Regions from separate parts of the Gossypium hirsutum genome. Here region 2 is linked to region 1. A link is a contact called in public Hi-C data. All regions are on one chromosome and are shown on one strand. Each heading gives the region's core, a stretch centred on a gene start, on an enhancer-like site or on the middle of the called end of the contact. The rest is flanking DNA. Distances are from core to core; before and after follow the strand shown.

What was found. Hi-C and Micro-C count contacts between places; a contact is called where the count stands out from the background.
Region 2: a Hi-C map of leaf shows a contact between it and region 1, with 3 times the contacts expected there. The contact joins the enhancer-like site here to the promoter of LOC107939013 in region 1. A contact is called at or near these places in 21 of 34 Hi-C or Micro-C datasets (anther, callus, cotyledon and 5 more).

What each region holds. Positions count from the first base shown.
Region 1 is chrA01:113,101,075-113,108,380 of Gossypium_hirsutum_v2.1, forward strand. It overlaps LOC107939013 (alcohol dehydrogenase class-P), which reads right to left and starts at 4,321. Exons shown (of 8, transcript XM_016872299.2): 1 at 4,147-4,321; 2 at 3,806-3,942; 3 at 3,680-3,726; 4 at 3,194-3,605; 5 at 3,034-3,109; 6 at 2,779-2,936; 7 at 2,533-2,694; 8 at 2,090-2,459. The coding sequence starts at 4,180. The coding sequence ends at 2,337.
Region 2 is chrA01:113,137,204-113,144,509 of Gossypium_hirsutum_v2.1, forward strand. No RefSeq gene overlaps it. Among protein-coding and RNA genes, the nearest start is that of LOC107939008, 5.9 kb to the right of the region's middle. Within about 2 kb of position 4,573, at least 3 of the 9 cell types and tissues checked have an H3K27ac peak or open chromatin away from gene starts, as enhancers often do. A contact at or near this core is called in fibers and leaf, where this site is marked.

The DNA.
Region 1 (7,306 bases), core at 3,071-5,570:
GAATGGTTGGGCCAAAGTATCCATTCTGCCATAGGCTTTGGTCCCCTATTTGTTTGGCTCGCACTGGCTCACCGCTAACTCATCTCTTCTTCGCAGATGATTTGATCTTATTTGGACGTGCTGAAGAACATCAAGCTGGGTCATCAAAGACATTCTTGATAAGTTCTGTGAATATTCGGGATATCGGATTAATATGTGGAAAACAAATATCTTCTTTTTTAAAAGCATTGATGGTAGCTTAAAGAGATGTATAAGCGGATACTTTGGATGTCAAGAAGTACGAAACTTAGGGTCTTACCTTAGATGCCCCAATTCCATGAGAAGGTCACTAATAACACTCTGCATTTTGTTGTTGACAAGGTGCATAGTAAACTGTCTATTTGGGACGTTAGACAACTCTCTTTAGTTGGTAGGTGACTTTGGCTCAATCGATTTTGCTTTCAATTTCAAGCTATTTTATGCAGACAATGATGGTTCCTAAAGGCTTGTGTGATGAGATTGAGCGACCAATTAGGAAGATAGTATGGGGGTCCTATAATGGTGGTAAAGCGGTAAGTTGAGACTCGGTGTGTCAACCTAAATCGCACAAAGGTCTTGGTCTGAGGCACTTGAAGGACCATAACACTTCTTTCATGATGTATGTTGGATTCAACATTGTTTCAAATTCTAATGCCCTTTAGGTTCAGATTCTCCTGTCGAAGTATGGGGTTACAAGTGGTTTGCCCGAGAACTTATCAAGAGGACGTAGTTCTTTTTTAATGGAAATCCCTTTCTAAGGTATGACCCCTCATTCACGAAAACTTATTATGATCTATCGGGGATGGGAATTATGGACCCTTTCATAAATAGATTCCTTCCACTTCTAATCTTAATATGGATTGTCTTCTTAGCAATATGATTACAAATGATAGATCGTGGAATTTGGACCTTTTTATACTTTGGGTTTCAGAAGATGTCATCAATAAGATTATAGTTGTCCCACCGCCTCACCCATCTTTTGGTCCAGATAGAATTAAATGGAGGACTATTTTGACTGGCTCTTTCTCCCTCAAAAGTGCTTATGGTAAGATTCGGAAAGGTACATTAAATTCAAAAGAGCCGATTTAAGAACTTCCTTAGAAGTTTAAAGGCCTGTAATGGGTTCGATTCTTCATTTGGCTTGTTCTCAAGCTACGTGTGCTTATGAATACAGAAAGGGCAAGGTGATGAGTTGGTAATGACAACACATGTGGTTTTGGTGGGCATGGATCTGAGGAGGTGTTGCTTGTTATCAGAGATTGCCCTACAACTAGGAATATCTAGGACAAGCTCATTCCAGAAGGAACGCCCTCTAGATTCGACATCGGATCCCTCCTTGAATGGATGATGAAAAAACTTTAAAACCATTAAACTCCTTTTTTGGGTGAGGTAGATTGACCGTGCCTTTTTGGGATTATTGCTTAGAGTATTTGGAAAAACCACAACTTGTTTACATTTCAAAGTATTTCCTGAAGTATTAACGAAGTCCTTAAGGTCTCTCGTAGCTGGGCAAGACAATGTACTTCAGTTTCAAAAGTATCACCTCATAAGATACAAAGATCTTTAGCTAGCCCTTCTATAGCTAGTAGTTGGGTGTGCTTGAACACGGATGGTTCAATTAGGAATTAAGAAGGTTTTGCTGCAGCTGGAGGATTAATGTGTGATCATAATGTTGGGTGGATCATTGAGTTTTGCAGATACTTGAAAAGTTACACAGTGATAGAGGTTGAGCTTTGGGGCATCTCAGATGGGTTGAAGTTTATTTTAGATAGGAGATTAGAAAGAGTCTCAATTCAAACAGTCGGCCCTGAGGTAATTAATGTCATTTAGGATGGTTATTCTAAAAACGCTAATTTTGCTCTAGTCAAAAGAATTCATCTACTCCTGAAATTGGTAAAATAGCGGAAGATTCAACATATCCCCTGGGAAGAAAACACAACCGTAGATAGTCTTATTAAGATGGCTTGTGATAGAAGAATAGGTTTAAAATTGTTTGGGGATCCCCTTTTGAGGATCTAGTGTAATTGATTTTGTCTACTTTTATCTTTCAAAAAAAAAAAAAGTTGGAAAATCATAGTAATAGGAATTTATTTCATTAACAAAGCAAGCTTTTACAAGATAATTTATTCTCTCATCACATAATATAAAACTCCATATAAAGAACTCTCTTTTTTTTTTTTAGAGAGAGAGAGTTCTATATGGGCACTCTTGATAACCGGGAAAGGTAGCTTAAGTAGGCACATAAATATAACACATAGTAGGACAAAACATTAGAGTTTTGATCCTTGGTTGGGCAAATATACAGCAGCAACACTCTCTTAAGCATCCAAATGAATCATGCATCTCAGACCTATACCCTGGAGCATGTAGTCGAATGCCTTGTTTATATCGGCAAAAGGCACAGAGTGTGTGATGAACTTGTCCATATCCAGCCCCAGCTCCTGCAGCAATATCAACAAAACCATCATCGAAATGAACTATATTCTGTAATCTGTATAGAGGACATCACCTTACCTTGTTCAAATATTTGTCGACAACCATAGGAATATCAGTGCGTGGTTTATAGTTGCCATAAAAAGCACCCTTAAGGGTCCTCTCACTTAGTAGATTCATTGGATGAGTTTTGAATGCATCGTCTTTCTTTGGCACACCCACCAGCACACAAACACCCCAACCCTGTAATTCAAGAAGAAGCATATATGCGTGTGACAATTAATGCAAAGAGGTAGTATAGTTTTTTACTGGAAGAAGCTAAATTACATCATGGACGCATTCAAAAGCGGAAATCATGGCTTGGACGCTCCCTGTACACTCCACACTGCGATCCACTCCTCCGCCGGTCATCTCCACAATCACCTCTTGAACAGGTTTGTCGTAGTCTTTTGGATTCACAAATTCTGTAATCCCAAACCTCTTAGCTGGTGGCAGGCAAAGAAATATGATCAGTATATTAATATTTTTAGTGAGGAACAACGACAAATCATATAATGATATAAATGATGCTATGATAGGTACCTTCTTCAAATCTTCTGGGGTTCACATCAACAGCGATGATCCGAGAAGCCCCACAAACCCTTGCACCTTCAGCGGCCTAATTTATATGGATAAAAGTGAATCAAACACATTTACCAAATAGCCTAGAGAAAAACCATAGGTGAAACAAGAATAAACTCACGGCAAGACCAACGGCACCCAGTCCAAAAACTGCAACAGTTTGACCCTTTTTGGGTTTGGCAACATTTACAGTGGCCCCAAAACCTGTACATATCCCACAGCTAATGGGACAGACTTTATCAAGCGGGGCGGTTGGACTGATCTTGGCAACCTGGCCAACATGGACGACAGTATATTGGCTAAAAGTCGAGGTTCCAACAAAGTGGTAGATAGGCTTGCCGTTGATGGAAAATCTGGTTTTCCCATCAGCAAGCATAACACCTCGGTCGCAGTTGATCCTAAGCAGTTCGCACATGTTATTGCTTTCTTCTGACAGACAGTGGCGACATTCTTTGCATTCTCCGGTGAAGATAGGAAGCACATGATCCCCAGGTTTCAAATCATTCACACCCTCACCCACACTCTCCACGATCCTACAATTATAATTGTAAGATTATATTGATACAGAAAAATATATAAAAAAATAAAATGGTTTTAACTTTCATACCCTGAGGCTTCATGACCAAGTATACGAGGAAACAGAGGAGTGTAACCCTGCCAAATTAAAGAAAAACAGTGACAAATACTTGTAGAAAATAAATGTTGTAATATTCATTTTATCGTACAGTAATACCTTACACTCCCAGTAGTATACATCAGTGTGACATAAAGCAGTGAAGAGAATCTTAATACGGACTTCATGTTTTTGGGGTGGTGCCACTTCCACTTCTTCTATAGATAGTGGCTTCCCGGCCTCCCATGCCACCGCAGCTACAATCAAAACCACACTATTTTTACATATTTAATGCTATGGCATGAATTCAAGTATATTGTAAATGTTGTCAGAAAAGAAATCAATGTAACCCGAACAAAGAACAAAAGGTATATTTGGTCATATGTATGTAGGAGACAAGGGAATTAAGGAAAAATTGTAGTTGTTGGGGTAAGGGAGAAGAGATAAGAGGTTATCATCACCTTTGCAACGAATAACCTGACCGGCAGTGCTCATTGCGTATGACTTTTTTCTTATATTTTAAACAAGATTTTCTTCTGAGCGTAGTGAGAATAGCAGCTTCAAATGGTTGTATTTATAGAAAAAATTGTAGTCCACTGTTGACTGCACAATAAATAATATTTGAATGTACGAGAATATCTGCTTGGGATTTTAGTTCAATTATGTTTCATTTATATTGATAATTAGCATAAAATAAATTTTTTAAAATTATTTGGCACATCTATACTATTATTTAAAAGTTTTCTATATTATTTGGTACTTGAGTATCAAAATATATAACTTTAAAACCCTAATTTAAGCACTAAAAAGTTGACATTATTACCATTGAGCACTAAAATATATAACTTTTGTCAAATATTACTATAAAATTGAACAAAAAAATAATAGAGATACCACATTAGAAAAAAATTTTGAATTTAAGTACCGAATTTATTGTCACCCATCATGAATTCCAACTTAGTTAAAAAATTACTAAAACATATTATTTTATAAATAATAAACCTTAGCACTATTAGAATTTTTTTATTTTATATTTTGTGAAAATTTAAAAAGAAATTGCACATAATAATATTTCAACATAAAATATGATAAATTTCAATATTTTAAATCTATCATTTCAATAAAAAAATGCATCTTGCTGGACGTGTTTTCGTCAACTAGGTAGGAAAGCACATCTTACAAGGTATGCTTTTAGACAATAGTAACATCCCAACGGTCAAATTTCAAATCCTCCTAACGATCAATTTTTAAATCCGCCCATTAGTCAAATTTCAAATCCTCCCAATGGCTAGTTTGTTTCCTATATAAACCCAACCATTTCCCCATTTTCATTTAAATCTAATGGTCTTAATTGTCTCAGTTCTCTTAAGATTTTAGTTTTAAATTTTTCATTAAATTTCTCTCAAAATCTTGTTGTTTTAATTTTTTTTTTAATTCGTAATTTATTCATTTCAATTGATTTTTATAATAGCAATTCTTCTTATTCGTTTCGATGACAACTATATTTTTGGCGTGAAATTACAAATGATAAGGAAAAAATTGTAATTTTTTAAATTTTAATTAAGTTCATTTTTAAGTTGTTAACATTATTAAATTTATATTTTTTTGTTGATAAAATCAGGTCGAAGATCGAATTTTGGAGATGTACATACACAATCTATCTGCGAGGGCACTGTGTGTAATTGAACCTCAATTGTAAGAGGTAGGATTCTTGTTTGTGTCTCATATGCTCGAGGGGTGTAAATTGGATTTCACACATATCAACACTTTGGTGGAAAGATGGAGACTTGAGGCACACACATTTCATTTTCCATGCAGTGAGTGTACAATTACACTCGAGGACGCAACTTTACAACTCAGTTTACCGATGGATGGGCTAGTCGTTACGGGGTCAGTGGTCATTGGCGCTTGGGGTGGCATCATTTGTGAGCAACTATTAGGCAAGGTGTTGGATAAGGTTTTTGGTAGTTGGATAGAGATGAAATGGTTGAAAGGTGAAGATAAGTTCGGTTATCTCAACAATACCTCAAGTGCCCTTCAAAGAGAACAAAACACCTGAGCATTCATCCTAAGGTTAATCGAGGGTGTTCTAATGCCCAATAAATCTTGAACTCTGGTGCATTTAAGGTGGCTACTATAACTTGTTGACTTGAAAGAAGTGGGTCGACTTAGTTGGGGATCAATTGTGTTGGCCACGTTATACCAAGAGACATGACAGGCGACACAACCATAAAAAATTAAGATCAGTAGTTACATACTCCTGCTGTAGTCATGGGCACGGTATCAACTACTATTTTTACTTCCCGAGTTGATGCCCATTATACTTTTTCACTCGTAACAAGGTAAAATTCATTTGATAATATAGTTACCATAATAATTTTTTTCATTTTTATATTTTTGAATTAACATATTTTTTGAATAGGCGAAACAATAACCCGAGTTATGTTGGACTAGCGGAGGAGCTCGAGACTACTATTAGATTAATGATCAGAAGTCGAGGTTAGTTTTTTTAATTTTTCAAATATATAATATATACATAATGATTTGAAATTTAATATTATGTAGATAACAAAATTTATAATTTTGTACTACAGTTTGAATGGATGTCATATGCTGATCAAGAAATTCAAACATGCATCTCGGCCAAATTTTTGGCCAATTGGCTGCGGTTCGACATGTGTGCACTAGGGCTGAGAATCAACGCTTAAAACAATCAATAATATTGCGATATTTGCAAGTATAACATGTAAGTTGTAATATTTATAGTGTTTAATGGAACACCAAAGTATTCCAAGGATCGAACCTAATAGAGTCAGTGATTTAATGATTCCTATTAAACAAGCATGCAAGAAAGAGGTTTAGCTAGCTACTCACTAATTTCTATATTATGACAATGCATAATTTGAGGCTAATTAAGCTAATTGATTATCTAACACTAAAAAGAACTAAATTGCAAATACAATTGAAATTTACCATTTCTGATTTTTTATGATTATTAAAGGTAATTGATAGGTTTTTAATCTTGGTTGTTAGTTGGAACTATTTTATAAAGTGAAATTGGTTAGTTTTAAGTTTAGGGACTAAAATGATAAAATAATAAATTTGGCATTAAATTATTGTATGAATTTATTAATTATGGTCTGTATGAGGGTCATAGAGAATTCAACCATCTTAAATTGGATTTGATTGTAATAAATGTGAAAGTTTCGATTTTAGGGGCTAAATTGAATAAAAGGTAAAAGTTAAGGGTAATAACATAAAATTTTATTAAAGGGTCAATTACATGAATATAGAAATTTTAAGGTATTTTAATTGGTTAATTGAGTTAAATTATTAAATATGGATCAAGAAACGGATCAATCGGTTGATAATCGCGGGAAAGGAAAAGTTATTGAGTAGTCCTTGTCAAGGTGTTGGTAGCTACTACATTTAGGTAAGTTCGTATTGATTTGTTATGCCTATTGATGTTTTAAATTCTAATTATATATGTGTATAATGGGCATGCTTAATTAAGGTAAGATTGAAGGTGGAAACAAACGTTTGAAATGTAAATAATGGCATTTGTACTTGCTTAAATTGAATCATGCTATTATATGGAATATTTGTGATCAATTTGATCAT
Region 2 (7,306 bases), core at 3,323-5,822, 36 kb after region 1:
GTCCATACTAAACCTTTGAAGTACTTTCTCAATGTACCTCTCTTGTGATAACCATAATTTCTTGGCCTTTCTATCACGTGTCAGTCTTATGCCAAGAATTTGCTTTGCTGGCCCCAAATCCTTCATTGCAAAGGATTTACTCAACTCTTGTTTCAACTTCTCAATTCTAGAAGCATTCTGACCAACAATAAGCATATCATCAACATAGAGCAAAAGAATAATAAAATCATCACCAGAGAATCTCTTAACAAACACACAATGATCAGAAGTAGTCTTCTTGTAGCCTTGCTCCCCCATAACAGACTCAAACTTCTTGTACCATTGCCTTGGAGCTTGCTTCAAACCATACAAGCTCTTCTTCAATCTGCACACATAGTCCTCTTTCCCTTGTGCAACAAAACCCTCTGGCTGCTCCATGTAAAGCTCTTCTTCCAAGTCACCATGAAGAAAAGCAGTTTTCACATCCATTTGTTCAACCTCTAGGTCATAACAAGCTACCAAACTCAGTATAGTTCTGATAGAGGACATCTTCACAACCAGAGAAAATATTTCTTCAAAATCAACCCCCTTTTTCTGAGTATAACCCTTGACGACCAATCTAGCTTTGTATCGTGGAGATGAAGACTTCTCTTCTTGCTTCAACCTGTAAACCCACCGATTCTTCAAAGCTCTTTTGCCTTTAGGCAGTTTCACCAATTCAAAAGTATGGTTCTCATGCAAGGATTGAAGTTCGTCTTTCATCGCTTCAACCCACTGATCTTTGCATTCACTCTCCATAGCCTCTTCATAACATTCAGGTTCTCCCCCGTCAGTCAAAAGAACATATTCATCAGGAGAATACCTGACAGAAGATCGTCGATCTCTAGAAGACCTTCGAAGTGGAACTGCTGGTGGAGCTATAGGTGTTTGTTGTTGATCATTCACAACATCATCTATGGGAGTATCAAAGTCACCTATAGTCTGATGGTCACCACTAACATCACCATGCACATCATCCTGGATAGGATCTGGTGAAGAGTCTAGGGGAACCGGATTCACATCGATCAAGTCACCACTACCTTGTGAATCCACTTTCTCCGTCTTATCAATGTCATCAATGGTCTGATCCTCAATGAAGACAACATCTCTGCTTCTCACGAGTTTCTTCTGAACTGGATCATAGAGTCTATAACCAAACTCACCATCTAGACCATAACCAATAAAAATGCATTGTCGAGCCTTGGCATCCAACTTGGATCTTTCATCCTTTGGAACATGAACAAATGCTTTACAACCGAACACACGTAGGTGATCATATGACACGTCTTTACCAAACCAAACTCTATCTGGCACATCACCTTTCAAAGGAACACTAGGAGACAGATTTATCACATGTGTCACTGTATTCAAAGCTTCAGCCCAAAACGATCTTGGTAACTTTGCATCTGACAACAAACATCTGACTCTCTCAATCAATGTTCGGTTCATTCTTTCAGCTAACCCATTTAACTGTGGAGTCTTTGGTGGTGTTCTCTGATGTCTGATTCCCTGTCGCAGACAATACTCATGAAACGACCCTGTGTACTCGCCACCATTATCAGTACGAATGCACTTCAACTTCTTCCCAGTTTCCCTTTCAACTGATGCTTGAAACTGTTTAAACACCTCAAAGACTTGATTTTTAGACTTTAAAGTGTAAACCCATAGCTTTCTTGAACAATCATCAATGAAAGTCACAAAGTAAAGTGCACCACCATGTGATCTTACTTTTATCGGACCACAAACATCTGAATGGACCAACTCTAGCAACTCTGATTTCCTATGAGGAGGATGGCTTCTAAATGAAACTCTTTTCTGCTTTCCTGCTAGACAATGAGCACAATTCTTCAGTGTAGCATTCTTTAAACCCGAAAGTTGATTCTTCTTCGCTAAACAGCTAAGCCCCTTCTCACTCATGTGACTGAGTCGTTTATGCCACAACTCAGTTGAGTTGTCATTCAGTGTCACATTCACCGTCTCTCGAGAAGTCAAAGCTTGCATCAAGTACAAATTTGAGCTCTTCTTTCCTCGAGCCACAACCAAGGAGCCTTTAGTCAGCTTCCACTGCCCTTCACTGAAAGTGTTACAGAATCCCTCATCATCAAGTTTTCCTGCAGAAATCAAATTCAAACGGACATCCGGTGCATGTCTGACGTCCTTGAGAGTTAACTTTGTTCCATTGTTACTTACCAAGCTAACATCTCCCATACCAATAACCGAAACCAAACCATCATTACCCATCTTCAATACCCCAAAATCACCAGGAGTATAAGATGTGAAGAATTCCTTCCTCGACGTGACATGAAGTGATGCACCAGTATCAATCACCCAACTAGTCTCGTCGCATGCTAGGTTGACCAAATTCTGATCACAAATAACTAACAAATCTTCACGAGTAACAGTAGTAACACGCTCGAATTTTTCATCGTCATTCCGGTCGTGTTTATCACCACCACTTTTGTTCTCTTTCTTCCACTTGAAGCAATATTTCTTGATATGGCCTTTCTTACCACAATGATGACACTCAAGATTCTTGTATCTCGATCTTGACTTGCTTCGGCTTTTATCTCTACCCTTTCCATCTTTGTCTCTGTTTCTCCCCCTGTTCTCGATAACCAACACCTCGGACTGTGATGTAGAACCCTGAGATCTTCTTCTAACCTCTTCATTCAACACACCACTCTTAGCCAAATCCAAAGTAATAATACCCTGTGGGGCAGAATTAATGAGTGAGACTCGAAAGGTCTCCCAAGAGTCTGGTAGAGTAGCAAGCAACCAAAGTCCTAAAATCTCGTCATCAAATTTGACACCCATACCAAGCAACTGATTCATCATACTCTGAAATTCACTAACATGGTCAGCTATAGACATTCCTTCTTTATATTTCAGCGCCATCATTTTCTTCAGCAAAAATAACTTGTTATTGCCCGACCTCGAAGCATACAAGCTTTCAAGCTTCTCCCACAATGTTCGAGCATGTGTCTCCTGATCAATGTGATTGTAAACATTTTCTTCAACAAATTGCCGAATAAAGCCACACACTTGTTGATGCTCAAATTCTCATTCTTCATCACTTTTCGAATCGGGTTTTTGAGTAGTAAAGACCGGAAGATGCAAAGCCTTCACAAACAACAAGTCCTTCATTTTATTCCGCCAAAGTTGATAATTTGTGCCATTCAACATAATCATCTTGCTCGTATTAATTTCCATAATTATCTGACACAATAACCAAGCTCTGGTACCAGTTTGTTGGGAAGAAACCGAACAACCGAAACAAAGCGAAAGCACAACCGGTGTTCTTTCTCTCCTTATAACTCCTGTAAAAATTATGGCAAGCACAATAGCACAAGATATGTTCTCTAGCAACCTTAATCAACCACAAATCAACTAATGCAACCACAACAAAAATAAATAGAGACACCGATATTTTACGTGGAAAACCCCTCTAAATTAAGGGTAAAAACCACGGGACTTTAGAGTCCGATAAAGAGCTCCACTATCATCAAATGTTCAACTACAAGATCACAATATCAAGCCTACAACAAGCATTCAACTCCGACAAGGCTAACAACATGTAATCTTTAGCAAAAGAGAGAAAAATGAGAGAACATCACCAAAAACGTAGCTGCTGAAAAATGGGTATTTCCGACGCTACAAGACTCGGATGAAAAATCCGACCGTACAAAGTCAAGAACACCTTATCACCTAGCTGCTGTCCAAAAATCAGCTCAATCGAACCACGGATGGACCTTCGATCGAAGAGTTGATCACTGCTGCACCAAGCTTGAAAATCTGATTTTTTCTATTCTCTTTCTCTCTATTTTTTCTTTAGCTCTCTGCTAAAATTTTTGCCCAACACCCGTTAAAAACCCAAAATGGCTTTTTTTTTGACAAAACCAAAGAAGGGACAAAACATTATGGCATAAAATATGGGTTTCCCACATAGTGGGACCTATACCCAACACTTTGTGGAACGAATTTTTCCTCAAAATAAAAAAAAATGCTACTCAAAAATAGAAAAAAGGGGTATGTACTCTTTTGAATTCAATGTTATTATGTATACTTTTATTTGATAATTTATCAAAGAGCAAGCACAAAAAATAAGAATTGAGGTTGTAAAATTATTTTTTAGGTAATTCCGTGAGTAATTAAAAATAATTAATCAGGACGGTTAATTTTTTTATTAATTGTATATAATTTTAATTGGTATTGTAAGAACGTTTATATATTTTGTGTAAATATTGATAGAATGTGTAAATATTATAGGTTAAATTTATTAAATTAAGATCAAATTAATAAAATGTATAAACTTTAAGAGTTAAAATTTTTTATCAATAAAATATGTACAATTTACATAAAACACTAACGTCGTGATTAATTATCCTTATTGAGTAATTTTATCTTGTATCTTATTAATAAGCACATTCGAGTATTTATACATACTATCATTGTTCACGACATAACCCACTATTCATGACTTGACCCCTTGACTTCACTATGCTTAGGACTGACATTCTGAGCGGACTTTAGGCATGCTGGACACGTGTTTCATTCTGGGTTACCTGCCAGGTCACACGGTCTCCCTTCTGCGAGCTTCTTAAGTATATGCAAATTGAGACCACGACCTTCCCTTGATTCGTGGGAACTCCTCTAACTATCCTTTCACAATTTATTTTACACTCAATTGTCTAGTGAGACTTATCTAAGTCACAAGAAATAACAAATATTATCACGATTTTCTTTGGAAAATATTAAAGAAGAAACGAAAGCATAAAAAACAAGAAAAATAGCAATCGCCAGTCGCCACTAAATGATGGTGCTATTACTTAAAATAATTATTAGGAATAGGAGCTTAAGTTCTCCGCGTCTCACAGTGTAACCGTACGGGTTGTCGTAGTCGTGGTTCCCATGGTCACGTTTGATTATATCGCAAAGCCGCATAAATGTCCATTGCTTTTATTCACGCCGCCCAGCACAACATGGGATCTTTAGTTTTCTTTCAAGTATAAATAACAAATTTCATAAATTTCCATACTTTTTATAAATTAAAAATTTAATCTTTATATTTTATTTTTAAAGATTTAGTCTCTTTATTTTTTAGATTTCAAAGTTAAGTCAAATTATTAATAATGTTACTTTTTGTTAAATTTATTAATGTGATTTTAAAATTAAAAACAAATTATATATAACTAAAAAAATAACGTTATAATAAACTTACATTTAACAAAATAATTTTAACAATTAGACTTCAATTTTAAAATCTGAAAAGTAGAATAACGAAATTCCTAGAAATAAAAGTGCATAAGCCAAATGAAATTAATCAGAATTCATACTTTGTTCTTGCACTCACTAGTGGAACTATTTTTAGAAAAAGATGGGTAAACGATATCTAAAGTTACTAAATTATTAGTAAGTTTATATTTTGGTCATTTAATTTCAAAAGTTACAAAATGATCTCTGAATTTTTTGAAACTTTTCATTTAAGTCACTGGACTGTTCGCATCACCTGCACCAATCGAGAGCTCTTATTCCCTTTCTCCTTTACAATTCATTTTTTTTCATGAAATAGCTTTGAGCATTACAAATATGTGAATCAAAATTCAAACAACTTTTTTCTTCGATCTTCGACACTAAGCGCCAAATTGATTTGGATCTAATGTATGTTCTTCTACTCGTCAACAGATACCGATCCACCATACCGATTGTCGAATCGTCATTTAGAGCTCACAAACTGGACTTTTAAAAAAAATTAACAACACAATGACTTGAATGAAAACTTTTGAATAGTTTAGTGATCATTTTATAACTTTTTGAAGTTGAGTAACCAAAATGTAAACTTACTAATAATGCTGTAACATTAGGTGTTGTTTACTCAAAAATATATATTTGGTTGTGTTTAAAAATTTACGTATATATATTTATATATTACATGCATGAAAAATTGATGATAAAGATGTTAAAATAAACTACATGTTAAACTATATTTCAATGAAAAAAATGTACTTAATACAAATATTTATTAATAATAAACATAATGAAAAATATTAAATTGTATGAATATTATCTTTTAATTAATAAGGATAATTTTATAAATTATTACCACATTCTCAAAAAATTATTTAGTTAATAAGACATTTTGATGTTATTTTCTGTGAATTTTAATAAATATTTTCTAACATATTTCAAATATTATAAAGTAACTTTCTCTTCAATTACATTCTTATCAACGGCCTTTCAAAAATCAGATTCTAATAGAATCTTATAATAGAAAAACACCAAAGGCCCTCTAAGAATTTTCAAGATAAAATCTCAATGAGACTTAAAACAAATTAAATTGGTTACAAACCTCAAATCAAATTTTTTTTAAAAATAATCAAAATAATTTCTTTGTATTAATCATGAATGTATAGAAATTTGATTTAAAATTGTAAATTATTTTATGTGCTCTACAATCAACGAATATGATTGTTGATTCTTTGACAGAGTTAAACAAAAATAATCCTGTTGATCTAAAAATTTATTAGTATCCTCCTAATCAGATTACTAAAGGTGTGTTACAAGAAAGTGTTAGTGACTACTACAAATTTAATCATGACTAATTATTTGATTTATTGTGTTTTCTTAAAATCGTTCTACTATATCATGTCTAAAATTAACCAATAATTCGGCGTAGGTAGTCCATCATCTCAAGCCCATTGATAACTTGATAATTTGTGGTGACAATTTTCAAAGGAAAGAGCAAAGTAAATTTAACAGTTCCTCCACTAATTGCAAGATTTCTATGCAATTCTACATCACTTGGCTCTTTGGATTGGTCTAAAAGTATGTTGTTTATCTATCTTCCAAATAGTCACATTGGGTTATCAAATATATAATCTGAGTTATAGTGACTAAAAGTCTATCACTTCACTGGAATCTTAATTAGCACATTTAAAAGAGAGAAAAAAAATTAACTCTAAAGAATTTTCTTTCTCTTCTTTTTATGGCTCTAATGAACTTACCATCATTTTCAATCCCCCTCAAAAATAGTAGCATCTACATAGCATTTTCAACATCGGTTTGCGCTTGCTCAAGTCTCAACAACAGTCTCTTTATGTCCACTCCTCGATTTGCGAAATTTTAAGATTCTTTTTTGAACAAATTTATTTTAGGTATTAATTATATATATATTTTTGACATAATGTCTAAAATTATTTATAACTCTCTTCAACTCATAAATAGAAAAATAATGCGTCTCAACATACGTTATACGCCTAAATTAGTTGTTTTTAACACCAAAACAGGTCAC